Regions from separate parts of the Mus musculus genome. Here region 1 is linked to region 2. Evidence: chromatin contacts called from public HiChIP or PLAC-seq data. All regions are on one chromosome and are shown on one strand. Each heading gives the region's core, a stretch centred on a gene start, on an enhancer-like site or on the middle of the called end of the contact. The rest is flanking DNA. Distances are from core to core; before and after follow the strand shown.

Evidence for each region. HiChIP or PLAC-seq counts read pairs in DNA pulled down with a chosen protein or histone mark.
Region 1: a contact with region 2 is called in a FOXA1 HiChIP or PLAC-seq map of pancreatic cancer cells. The contact joins two enhancer-like sites. A contact is called at or near these places in 6 of 484 Hi-C or Micro-C datasets (CD4 T cells, CD8 T cells, Th1 cells and 1 more) and 4 of 115 datasets of contacts at active chromatin or transcription factors (CD8 T cells, effector CD8 T cells, memory CD8 T cells and 1 more).

The regions. Positions count from the first base shown.
Region 1 is chr15:62,150,581-62,156,649 of GRCm38.p6, forward strand. All of the region lies in intron 1 of Pvt1 (Pvt1 oncogene), which reads left to right. Among named protein-coding and RNA genes, the nearest start is that of Pvt1, 120 kb to the left of the region's middle. Within about 2 kb of position 1,356, at least 39 of the 459 cell types and tissues checked have an H3K27ac peak or open chromatin away from gene starts, as enhancers often do. A contact at or near this core is called in pancreatic cancer cells, where this site is marked.
Region 2 is chr15:61,390,437-61,397,274 of GRCm38.p6, forward strand. No RefSeq gene overlaps it. Among named protein-coding and RNA genes, the nearest start is that of Gm24696, 36 kb to the left of the region's middle. Within about 2 kb of position 5,300, at least 51 of the 459 cell types and tissues checked have an H3K27ac peak or open chromatin away from gene starts, as enhancers often do. A contact at or near this core is called in pancreatic cancer cells, where this site is marked.

The DNA of each region.
Region 1 (6,069 bases), core at 106-2,605, 760 kb after region 2:
TCTGTCCTTTCCTCCCCGGCTCTGTCTAATCTTTCTTTCCATGCACAGTTCCCAGGGCTCTGGCATTCTCTGCCTGTTTTCAGAGGCATCTCTCATTATTGACCAATGTCAGACCCTAGGGAACGGAGAATAGCGCTAGCCCTGGACTTTCACAGCACTACTTACGGGAAAATGCATCACCCAGAGTGTTGGCCAGCCAAGGCACCAACCCAAGCCAGCCCTGCCCGGGTGGTTAGGTGCACTGGCCGCCTTAGTCACTGGCCAAAGACACTATACTTACTCTAGCCTTAGCCGATCCCACCTCTCTGATGGCTGAATTCCTGGAAAAGCTTTACGCCATGAGACATGGATTTTCCTTCTTGCTATATAACTGGAACCTTCATTTACTGAGTGCATGATCAGTGTCAGGGACTGTATTGAGCCTTTCTGACATAGCTTGTGAGTGTGTGTGTGTGTTTGCATATTGGTGCCCATTTGTGTGTTGATGTTAGAGGTCTACATTGAGAATCTTCTGCAATCCTTTTTTTCCCTTTTAAAGATTTATTTTTAAGACTAGGCATGGTGGCTCACACCTTTAATTCCAGCACTCCAGAGAGGGAGGCAGGAGGCAGGAGGCAGGAGGCAGGAGGCAGGTGGATCTCCTTGTGTTCAAGGCCAGCTGGTCTATATAGTGAGTTATATCCATGAAAGCCAGGGCTATCTAGAGAGAGAGAGAGAGAGAGAGAGAGAGAGAGAGAGAGAGAGAGAGAGAGAGAGAAAGACACGTTCAAACAAAAGTTGTTTTTGATATTTTAAATTTGATGTGTTTTTATGTGCGCTGGCATGTGTGTACGAGTACAGGTGGCCACAGAAGCCAGGGGCACTGGATCTCCTGGAGCTAGAGTTACAGGCAACTGTAAGCAGCACAGAGATTATAGAAATGCACTACTATGCCTGGCTTTTTACCTGTGGGCTGGGCATCTAAACTCTCAGGTTATCAACGCTTATATGGAAAACGCAACTGAGCTGTCTCTTCAGCAATCCTATGTTCCAGCCTTTCATCTGATGCTCCTTCTAACCTGATCTGGTCTCCTTCTGACTGGTTGGGATGCTAAGCTCTCAGCTCGGAAGCATGAGAGCTAACAGGAGAAAGTACTCTCATCAATATCAGGTGTCAAATATGTCCTGGGGTAATGAGTCAACCTGAAATGGCATGCTGTTCTTGTTGGCCCTTTGTACACAAGGAAAGATTAAGACCTGACTCATGGGTGCCATTAGCAGCAGGCTTTATAGCCACAAAGCCGTAGTGCCTTATGGGGAAGGTAAGCGTGGTTTCCCCAGTTGGGCCAAACTTGGGGCCTCAGACTCTTTGTAACTGTTCTACACTATCACTGATAAAGCCTGGGGCGGCACTCTCCTTAAACAAGTTCCAGGGGACCAATAGAGTCATCATGCATACAGAAAATTTGCTTAAGGAACCCTCTAGAGAAGAGCTAATTGCAGGAGGAAGAGGAGATAGGCAGTTAGTAACTCAGGAAGAGAGGACTAAAGATGGATCAGGGCAAGACAGCCATCAATCAACCCATAGGATCTTGGCCTGGAAGACCTTCTTCCAGTTATGTTCTCATAAGTTCTTAGTATACAAATCCACCATGAGGACTTGCCCTGGGTTCTAGTCCCTCCCCAGTATACATTGTCATAGGGGAGCAAGCATCCTCAGGGTCAATGGAGCCAAGATGGCTCCTGACCACACTGAGTACCACGGAGACATGATCTCACTCCATTGAGCAATGATCTGGGAATCTGAACCCTAGTAGGCTGAATGGGGAACTAGGACTTCCTGAGAGAGAGAGAGGAAGTGTCACCCATTATGCTTCTTCTATCCTCTCATGCACTCCGAAATCCCATATGGCTCCCTGCACAGAAATGTTCACAAGGGTGTCCTTGCCATACTAAAACCTGGTAGTCACTTCAGGGGTAGATCCGTGAATCCCGGGTAGGAGCCCAGGGTAGGTCAAGGCTTACATAGGCCTTAGGATGGTGAAAAAGACAGGGGTAGTTCATGGAGCCCTTGTACAGAACAGATAGTAAGAGATTCCAGCATGGCCTTGGGGTGAGGGCTGAAAAGTTATTCTCAGTAGGATAAGCCAAAAGGCATTTCAAAATTAATGAGCGGGTCTTGCGGTATATAATTCAATGGTATAACATTTACCTAGCAGACATGAGGACCCACGTTCAATATCTAACCCTGAACCAAACAGATGAAATATAGGTGTTTATTAGAGGAACTCGGGGATAATAGCACTGGCCTTTCACAGTTACTTCCCTTAACTCTGCATGACCCCCACTTGCCTCCAGAAGAACACTGGTTTGCCTATCTGTGGTCTGGGAAGCCCTTTGGACTGCCAGGTGGGTCCTGGGCTGATCTCCCAGGCTCTCCTTACTCTGCTCCATTCCTTAGAAAAATAAAACAAAACAAAACAACAACAACAATGACAAAAAAAAAAACAACAACAAAAAACAAAACAGGATTCAGTTAGTGTTGCTGCAGCAAATTTATTTAAAAACCAAACCAAACCAAACCAAACCAAACAAGTTTCAAACAAAAAGCATTTCCACCTGTGATGCCTGGCTTTCGAGGGATCAAAGATAAAGAAACAGATTGTAGTGTATGCTGTGTAAGCAGCTCAGACAAGCTGCCCGGCCTCAGTAGGTCCGGGGAGACCACAAGCCTGCAGTTTCCCTGTCTCAGCAGAGAGGCAGGAACCTGTTAACCTGTCTTAGAAGCTAATAAAAAGATCGCAATGAGATCATGTCTGTTAAAGCCCTTTGAGTTCCTGGAGCTCCCGTGCTATACCGCGCTGTATTAACAGCATCCTTACTGCTTATTCAGCAAAATGATCACCTAGCTAAGAACTGAATTCTTCTTCCCCTCCTTCCGGTCCCTGGTTTCCTTAAGCGTTGCAGTTGATGCTTTCTTTGCATTTTGAAAAGCTGCCTTCGAAAAACATTAAGTGGATAATTATTTTAAACCTTCTGTCTTAGAGCCTCATTTTGTGCTGAGTCCTTTGTCTCTGTTAAAGACTGTGAACTTCTGCTGGCAGAAGTCACTGACGCTCGGGCGGAGGAACCCGGGAGGTCACGGCTGGGAGCAGTCAGTTGTATTTGCCTCCGGGTCATGCCTTTAAGTAATCATGCTTGCATTTTCTAGATTATTCTTTTCGGTGAGCAGGGCATGTCTGCATTTTCTCAATGAGCAAAGGGACGGTCTGCCTTCGAGGGACGGGGCAGCCAGCCGATGTTCTGAAAATTTCTAGTGCTGGATGACTGGTGGGGTGTCAGCAGCTCAGCCCACATTTCTCCCAAACTCTCTCCTCCCTCTTTCTAATGAGAAAATTAAAGCTGGAACACACAACTGCAGACCTGGGACTGAAACCCAAAGCTCATTCCCTTTGTCTATTAAAAAAAAAAAAAATTCTGGGCATACATCTTAAATCCTGGCATGTGGGAGGACGATGCAGGTGGATCTCTATGAGTTTGAGACCATCTTGGTCTATATAGAGAGTGTAGACCAGAGTCTAGGAAAAGACCCTTTCTCAAAAAATAAAAAATAAAAAAATAAATTGCTTGATTAAGGACTAGGAATTCTGTTGTAAATCAATTCTACATGCACTTCTAGATGTTCTCTGTCTTTTGTGTATTGAATGGGATTCATACTCTGGTGACAGGGGTCAAAGCTGCTGGCCAATACAATCTTAGTGATCAGAGATGAAGAGAGAACAGGGCAAAGCTGGTCAAGCAGGTTGCCTGAAGGTCTGTGGACAAGATACAAAGCCTGAAACAATGATGGTCTTGAATGTTCTTCGGAGCTGGAAGCAAGACCATCAATGTGTGCTACACAAAAGCAAACCGGAAGACTTGCCCGTAGGGTCGTACTAACCAGCTGTTACTGTCAGCCTTCTACACGGGCTTTAGAATAGTCTCTGAGAATCATTCCTAGAAGTGAGAGATGCCTGGGAATGTCCGGATTTGAGTTACACCAAGGTTTTGCTGTGAGTAGTGCTGGCCCAGTCAGACTTCACTTATAACTGACCTGCTGCTGCTACTCCTCGGCCACTACCTTTTCCTTTAATTTTTTTTTTAAATTTCTTGTTTGTTTGTTTATTTTTATTTGTTCGTGGAGACAGGGTCTTTTTTTTGCAGTCCTGACTGTCCAGAGTTTGGTATGTAAATCAGGCTGGCCTCAAATGTAGAGATCCTCCTATCTCTGCTTCCTGAGTGCTGGGGTCAAAGGCATGTGCTACTGTACCCAACAGCATCCACCTGCTTCCATGTTGTATTGGTTTTTTCACACTCTTCCAAGTGATCTGTCTCACATGGGTTAGCACATAGGGCTAGGGCATTGATGCTGGTTGTGCCTCTTAGGTTAGCACATAGGGCTAGGGCACTGATGCTCGTCATGCCCTTCAGGTTAGCACATGGGGATAGGACACTGATTCTGGTCATGCCTCTCAGGTTAGCACATGGGGCTAGGGCACTGATGCTGGTTGTGCCCCTCAGGTTAGCACATAGGGCTAGGGCACTGATGCTGGCTGGTCAAGCCTCTCTATCTCTCTTCTTCATATTGTTTGTTGAGCCCAAGTCTTGCTACTTAGACAGGCTGGCATCCATACTCCTGCTTCCAGTGCAAGAGTGCCAGGATTACAATTATACACCACATGCCTGGCTGAGGAATAAGGATTCAGAGCCCTTCCTAGCACAGCGATTTCCCCATGTGACAGTGACTGAGTTTCTCTTTTTGGTTGGGACTTCAGATGTCTTAGCTCATCCCTTTGCTGACATCACCCATGGGCACAGGTCGTCAGTTCTCCTGTTTTATACTTGGAATGGCTGGAATAAATTGTGTGGGAATTTATGATGCTTTTAGAGCTTAGCAAGATGAGGTGACATGGTGCTCTGTGTCCTGGCTGGAACTTGTGATGTCTTTGAACAAGTCTGGATCTGGAGATAGCATTTGTAAAGAGGTCGTGAAAGTGACATGAAATCATTGGGATGGGGCCATCCAGTCTGACCAGCATAGGGATGTTTGAACAAGAGAAGACAGCACGGGGGTGGGGGTGGGGGTGGGGGTGGGGGGCCAGTGGGAGGTGTCATGCACAAGCAGGCCAAGGAGAAAAAGCCTGCTACAGCGCAGCCTCTGATGCTTTTTCATGGTCCCCCCCCCCACCCCCCAGGCCAACAAAGACATTTAGGCAGCATCAGTGGTTAAAGTCAAGATTTCTATAGGCAATGTTTTCATTTCCATTGCAAGCGAATCCACAAACAGCAATAGGCTGTTAGCAATTAGGTTCCACGTTACTAAGCACATTGGCCTTGGGAGCCTCTGAAACTCTGGTGTGGCATCTCATAGTCTTTATCGGCACTGTTTCCATTCGGCAGATGTAACACCTCGTGAAGGGCACCAAGTATCTTGGACTAGGGATCTAGGTATTTCATGCAAGAGTTAAATTTGAAGCTGGTGCTCAGCTCCAAGGCTGAATTTACTCACTGTCTATCTTCTTTTGTTACAGTGGGTCTGGGTGACTGATTTCATTCATAACAACAGCATGCCACTAAGAATGGAAAAAGACATCCATCCATGCCCAAAGGAAGCCCTGTCTTTAGCCCGCAGCTTCGGGCTGAGCCTTCCAACCGCTCTTCTCCCAACCTTGGAAGGAGGATCCTGAGCTGGACTTGTGAAGGCTGTAGCTACAGCTGTGACTGTAGCCATGGGGATCTGTTCCCTGCCCTTACTCAATGCCATCAAAGCCCATGTATGGACCAGTTCAGTGCTAGCATCTGGGCTACCGTAGGCTTACCCTGCATATCTTATTCTGCCTCCCACTCAGTGAAGTTGGCACAGTGAGGACTCCATTACCTCCTTGTATTTTCTGTAGTGAAAGGAAGACGGGCCCCTGCAGGTCATTTGCAAAATGATGAAAAACTGGTCTACCCACACAATGGAGGCAACTGTCAGTAAAAGTTTGGTTCTACTGTTGATTTTTTTCTTTTTTAAAGAATGACGTGGTGGTGGTGGCACATGCCTTTAAT
Region 2 (6,838 bases), core at 4,050-6,549:
TAGCAGTTTGTGTGAAGCAAACCATAGAAAAGGACGTTTCCTGTGCTTTAAGGGGTTCCTGGAGGATATCAGTAAGCTCCCTTTCAGCTAGTTGTTATGAAATACAGTCTTTTTGATATGTACTTGTCTCTCATACCTTGTATAGTCTTCTTTGCTGGCTATTGAGAAATGTTTCATATGAGCTTAGATACCGATTTGGCTTTTCAGAGAGAGCAGAAAACGCAAAACCATCAGTAATGCCAGTACGTATTTGATATTAGGGATGTGCTGAGTAGTAGAACCACATCTAGCCAAGGATTGGTGCTCAGGAAGTGACACACGGTGACAAAGCAATTTATTTAATCCTAAGATAATTGGATGTTAGACATAATTATTAATCCAATGTTGCATATAAAGAAATGGATGGAGCCTTGGGAAGTGTATTAACATGCTCAGTGTCACACAAGGAGGCTTGTGAGCCATATGTCCTTTTTGATGCTTATTTTTAAGCTTCACTATGATTAGTCCAGGGAGAGCATCCTTAACTTCAAGGTGTAATCAATCATTCTGCCATCCACTGCATGATCCTTGACTGTTCAAGAAGGTCCCGATGCTCTGCCTGCCAAGGACTCAACCAGTCTTCCAGCTATGTGTAAGCCTTGCTTACGCTGCAGCTCAGGGTTCCCACATCACTCTTCTTTCTACAAGGATGTGTCTCCTCCATCTTCATGGAAACATTTTTCCATTTGTAGATAGCATGCTATTTGTGGGATCTCAAAGAAACACCATGGCAACTCTTAGGATTCGCCTTTCTGATGTTTCCCTCTACAGATTTGACTACCTATACTTCTTCCCCAGAGACACAGAAACACAGCGTGCTCACCAGAACCTTACCTTAATCTAACCATTCATAGTGTTTCCAGGTACAAAACCAGAATGAGGGCTTGGGTATTAGCCCATTTATTTACCTCCTCTAGGGGAAGCAAAGTCCTTACTTCCTGTTGTTCTGTGTTGTAAATTGACTATATATATACATATATATGTATGTATATATATATATTCTCTTCTTACTGCCAGTACATATTTTTTTATAGCACAGACTAGTAATCATGCTGTCTTAAGGGAACAAAGGCACATTTTAATACAATATTTACAATTTGTTCCAATTGTGAAAAAAGCAAACAAATTATGGGAATATCTGAAAACATACATATAAAATGTTAACAATTATTTTTCAGCAGCTACTATAAATGTTTTGGTTTTTCTTCATTTAATGCATAGTTAGAGATGTCTCTCACTTAGGTAGCATGAAAAGGAAATCTTCATAGGAAATTTTGTGTTAAAATACACATTTAAAGGGAAGTTAGCCCTAAAATAGAATCCGTGCCTTTATATGCATCATCGGAGAATGATGCCAGTCAGAACAGGGATCATGCACGAGAGACTTCATAGAACGACTGGGGAACCAGTGAGGAGTTATGGCTATTTTTTTGAAAATATTTTTTCTTTTCCTAAAATTGATTTTTTTTCTTGTTTTACCTTAAGAGTTTCTTAATGGCCTTTCCAAATTCAAGCAATGCCTCCACGTCACAAAGGGTTCTGCCTATATTTGTTTTAGAACTATTTCTATCTACATACTAAACTACTAATCATTTACTGCAATTTTTTTAAATGTCCATCCATATCTCCAGCTTGGGATAGTTCTGGGGGAAAGAAAAGAAGCTCAACATTTTCAGTATAAATCAAGAGATTCGTCTTTTCATATTTTTCTTTCACTTGACCTTCAAAATATCCCTTAGAGTACTTTGAAATCACATAGCAAATTCATACTAAAACTCATAAGGTAGAAAACTTTACACTAAGGTGTGAAATTACTATATACTGCATTGGGAAACTAAGCTTGATATTCCAGAAAATTTCCCAATGTATTGCGAGATTGTATTAAGCATAGGTAGATAAAATTACATACTCTTTTTAATCTTTCCTCCCCAGTCTTACTAAACTTGTATAAATTTATACTAATTATAAATATAAATAGAGTTCTAACTTCTTAGACCACATATCTGAGTATTTTTCCATTGTTTCTGTAACAATTTCAAGTTGTGATCTTGACTGCTGAGCATGTATTCATATTTTTACTTTTCATGACTTGAGGATTTCATACATGAATATTTAAACTGTTTGTACACACCCATTTTCCCTACCCACCTCAACCTTTCAAAGCTGGGATCCATGGATAAGAAAGAATATGTGGCATTTGGGTTTTTTTGAAGATCTGTGTTGCTCACTTAGTATAATAGCTCCAGTTTCCATCCATTACTTATAAATTTCATGTTTCTTTATACTAGAATGTAATTCCATTTTTTATATATTTTATAAAGATTTCATTGTTTATTCATTGGTTGATTGATATCTAGGCTGCTTTCATTCTATAATTCTGTAAATAAAGTCGCAATGAGTATAGTTGAGCAAATATCTCTGTAGTAGAATATTGAGTCCTTTGGGTATATAACAAGGAGGGGTATGTGTGGGTCATATAGTATAAATTTTTGGCATTTAGGAGATTCTCGACATTAATTTATAACATAATCACCCCACTTTGCCATTCTACCAACAGAGGATAAAGGTTCCCATTCTATATATTCTTTTCAAGATTGGTTGTCACTTACATTTTTAATCTTAGGCTCTGTGACTGAGATAAGGTAAAAACTGTAAAGTTAATTTCACTCTTCCTTTATCCCTGCTTACATTTTCATAGCTCATTCATTTACATGTATTAGTTCATTAAAAATATATTTGTTTTAAATGATTGTCTAAGCTGCTCAGTAATCCTTAATTCCTACTTTCTAAGTGCTCAGAATCAAGAAACGTTTGCAAACACTGAAGAGTGAGGACATTGTTAGAAGTAGCCACTGAGTGCTCTGGAAAGGAGGATAGAGGTGGATCTTAGAAGAATGTGAGAACTCAGTCATTGTGTGAAGAATAAGCAAGGGATAAGCAAATGAAATGAAATGAAAGAAAAAGGATTAATGTTTACAAATGCTATCCAAAACTGTTTGTAAATAAGAACAAAGAAGAGTAGATCTGGAAACCCATGCTCATGTAAATCTTCCTCCAATGAGAAAGACTGTACACTGGTGTGAAGGCAGGTGGGACAGCACATCCAGGCATCCTAGAGAGGATGCACACAGTAATGGAAGGTCTGGTTCCCAAACTAAAGATTGTGTTTTCCTTAGGCTTTCAGGAAACAAACGACAAGAAATTCCAGAATTGTACAGAGAGGAATGAGAACGTCTTATCCCTTTAAGAGGGACAAATTCACCCACAACCCCACGGGTATACTGAGAAGAAACAACTCATCAAAAGGGAGAAGAAGGTTACAATGTGATGTTCAACCCAAAATAAAACATCTATGTAGCATCCCTACTCCCAGGGCCATCCCTCCTCTGGTTCACGGACCATTGGTTGGGCAGAGGCAGTAAGACTATAAGTGCTGCAGGTGGTGGATTAAGGAACTGTGAGGGAACAGTGTTGTCTGAATACAACAGAGTAGATGACCATATAAACACACAGTAACTATGACAGTACATGCAAGGTCTGCAGGAGCCCGTTTCAAACAAAATCACAGTATGGAGAGTGTAGGAAAGCATGGAGTCTTTCCCTATCTAAAGAGCTATAGCCAGTTGGTGGTGGCTGGTGGCACATGTCTTTAATCCCAGCACTTGGGAGGCAGAGGCAGGCAGATTTCTGAGTTTTAGGCCAGCCTGGTCTACAGAGTGAGTTCCAGGACAGCCAGGGCTACACAGAGAAACCCTGTCTTGAAAAAAACCAAAAACCAAAAAAGAAAAAAGAAAAAAAGAGCTCTTGGTGACTGAAAGATCCTGGGAGAGGAAGAGTCAAGGTTTTAAGGGTATAGCTCCAGAGTAAGGCCACATGCCCAGGAATATATGTGCAGCACAATATACAGACTTCAGTTTTTCAAAAGACAAATACAGTGTTGGGTGGGTAGGGACTGGGGAATACATCTGGAATGAGATCACAGTATGAACATGATAATGGTCAAAATCCATTGCACACAATTCCTAGAGAACTCTCAGAAAAGAGAAGCATTCAGCTAACATTGGGAGAGTATCACGTGGGAATGCCTATTGTGTTCAGGAACAAGACGTCATTAGGACTGAGACTTCAATGCAGTGTGTTATACCGAGACACCAAGAACATGATGTTTTATGATCCTAGACACCAAAAATATGATGGCATAGTCTGTACTTGACCGGTAGCATTCTAATGAAGAACATCAAGGCAAGGCACATGAAGATGTCACATCATGTCTTGAAGAGTGACAGGAAAGTTTCAAAAAAAAAAAAAAAAAGATTACAAATAGCCTAAGTTTTAAATCAGCAATGGACTATTCAAAGGGGGGAGAGATTAGGGAGAAGAGTTAACAAGGACATAGACAGTGAAGGATGTGAACGCCTTCGGGAGACCCAGCATGGTTTAAGAGCAGAGGCAGTACATGGAAGGAAAGCTAGGCGGGTAAGTGCCAGGAACTCAAAAGCAGGCACAATATGCCTTCTTACTTCCTTCTTCCTGCACTATATAACTGTCCTTTCTCAGCTTCTTTTCACTGTAGCATGATGCAGAAAACTCAATGTTGCACGAAGCTCTCTGGCTTGATTTCTAGCAGTGCATACACTGGCCGTGGAGGTACCCACCTAAAATCTCAGAACTTGGGGAGTAAAGGCAAGATCAGATTTTCAGGGATACAGAGAAGATTTAAGGCCAACCTGGTCTACATGAGACTCTGATTATAAACTATAAAACTAAATTAAAAACTAAAGGGGGGAGGGGGCTAAGAGAAGAGAAAACCATACAGGGTAGCTTTCAGTCATTCGGATCACTTGGGGTGGCATACACCACACTGCAGATGAGCCAACGGATGTGCAAGGTCAGAACATAACCTTCTGTCAACACGTAGCCCGACACAGGGTCCCCAGCCCCCACAACATTAGCAAGAAAATAAGAACGCCTGCCCAGCTGTCTTGCTGGCTGTCACTGGGTAAATTATCTTTTATTAAGGATCTGTAATTGTTCTCCACTGAGCTGTGACCTAAATTTAGTAGTTCTGAGGAGTGAGACCCAGCCAACAGGATTTCCCTGAGAACACGATGAAGTTCCTGCATCAATTCAATTCATTAGCTAGAAAAAGAACAAGCGGCCAGTTCTTTCTTTTTTTTTTTCTTTCCCATTCTCCAGTGAGCCGTTTGTTTGTTTAGTTTGACCACATTTTTTTTTTCTTCTTGGATCCAGTCTGAGCCTCTGTAAGGACAGCACAGCTCATTCAAACACTTCCTGTCACATTAGCTCCCAAGGCAGAAACCAAGTAACACTATGTAAATCTTGCTGGTAAGACCCTCCATTTACTTCTTGGGGATTTTCAGCATAAGGAGAAGAAATGTCCTCAAGTAGTCAGGATGATTTGGGGTGAGGGGAAGAAAACTCAGCTTACTAGAATCACTAAAGCAACAGAAGAATAGACAGAGAAGGAGGGGAAAGGCAACACTGGTTAAAAGCTATCGTGAAAACTTTTGTGTAAGAAAGGTCATGAGAGGGACAGCCTCTACTAGAGACATTACTTCCAAAACCTGTTTTCATCATGACAATCTAATGAAGGCCAGAAAATAAAGTCACTCAATTTGGATACAGTTTCTAAAGATCTGTGCAAAATTTAGGGCCACATCTTCTTCCTCTAATCCCAGAGTTTTCCTTCAGTTCATCATTAACTTTTTGCCATGACAGTCTGGACTTGGGATCTGTCATGGATGTGCACCCTGTAAAGTCTCATGTATGGGTACCCACACATAAAAGAAAAAGAATATTCAATTTTAACAACATTCTTATTTGTTTTTCTTAACAATTCTTTTTTTTTTTTGCTGTTTTTTAATTAGGTATTTTCTTTATTTACATTTCAAATGTTATTCCCTTCCCTAGTTTCCCCTCCAAAAAAAACCCTATCCCCTCCCCCTGTTCACCAACCCACCCACTCCTGCTTCCTGGCCCTGGCATTTCCCTACACTGGGGCATAGAGCCTTCATGGGACCAAGGGCTTCTCCTCCTATTGATAACCGACTAGGCCATCCTCTGCTACATATGCATCTGGAGCCATGAGTTCCCCCATGTGTACTCTTTTGTTGGTGGTTTATTCTTTAACCCACCAATTTCCTTTTTCTGCCACCCTATCGGAAACTTCCTGATGACCAATATGTTACTGTAAAGATAGTTCATATACCTCTGCATGAATAAAGAAAAATGTCCCACGACATCCTTAGAAAACTTAATCTTGCTAGATATGTAATGTGGTCTGTAGAGTGTTTGCATAACATGTATGATGCCCTGCGTTCCATACCTAACACCACATAAAAACAGACATTCTGGCATGCACCAATAATCTCAGCACTCAGGAAGTGGAGATAGATTAGAAGTAGAGGCCAGTCTGAAATACATGAGAACGTTTTATTTAAAAAGGAAAGAGGTTTAGTGTTTTATTAAGAGGCTAAGATATCCATACCCTAACAGTAACTTAGTGACATTGTGCTGTCTCTGATTTCTCAGTAGTTTCATAGCAATGTAGTGAAGTTGGCTGAGCAGGTAACTTTATCTCTGTAACACTCTGAGTATACTAAGAGTAAAGCAGTTGAGGCTTTACGCTGTAGTCAATGGCAGACGATAGTATAAGTGCCAGAGTTCATTGCCTAGAGCATTTCTGAGTCTACTGTAATGATGTTCAAGTTTTCTTTTGAGATTCTGAAAGCCCAATGTCAAATGATGACTCAAGAGAGAACTTTGGCATCTGTGGCTG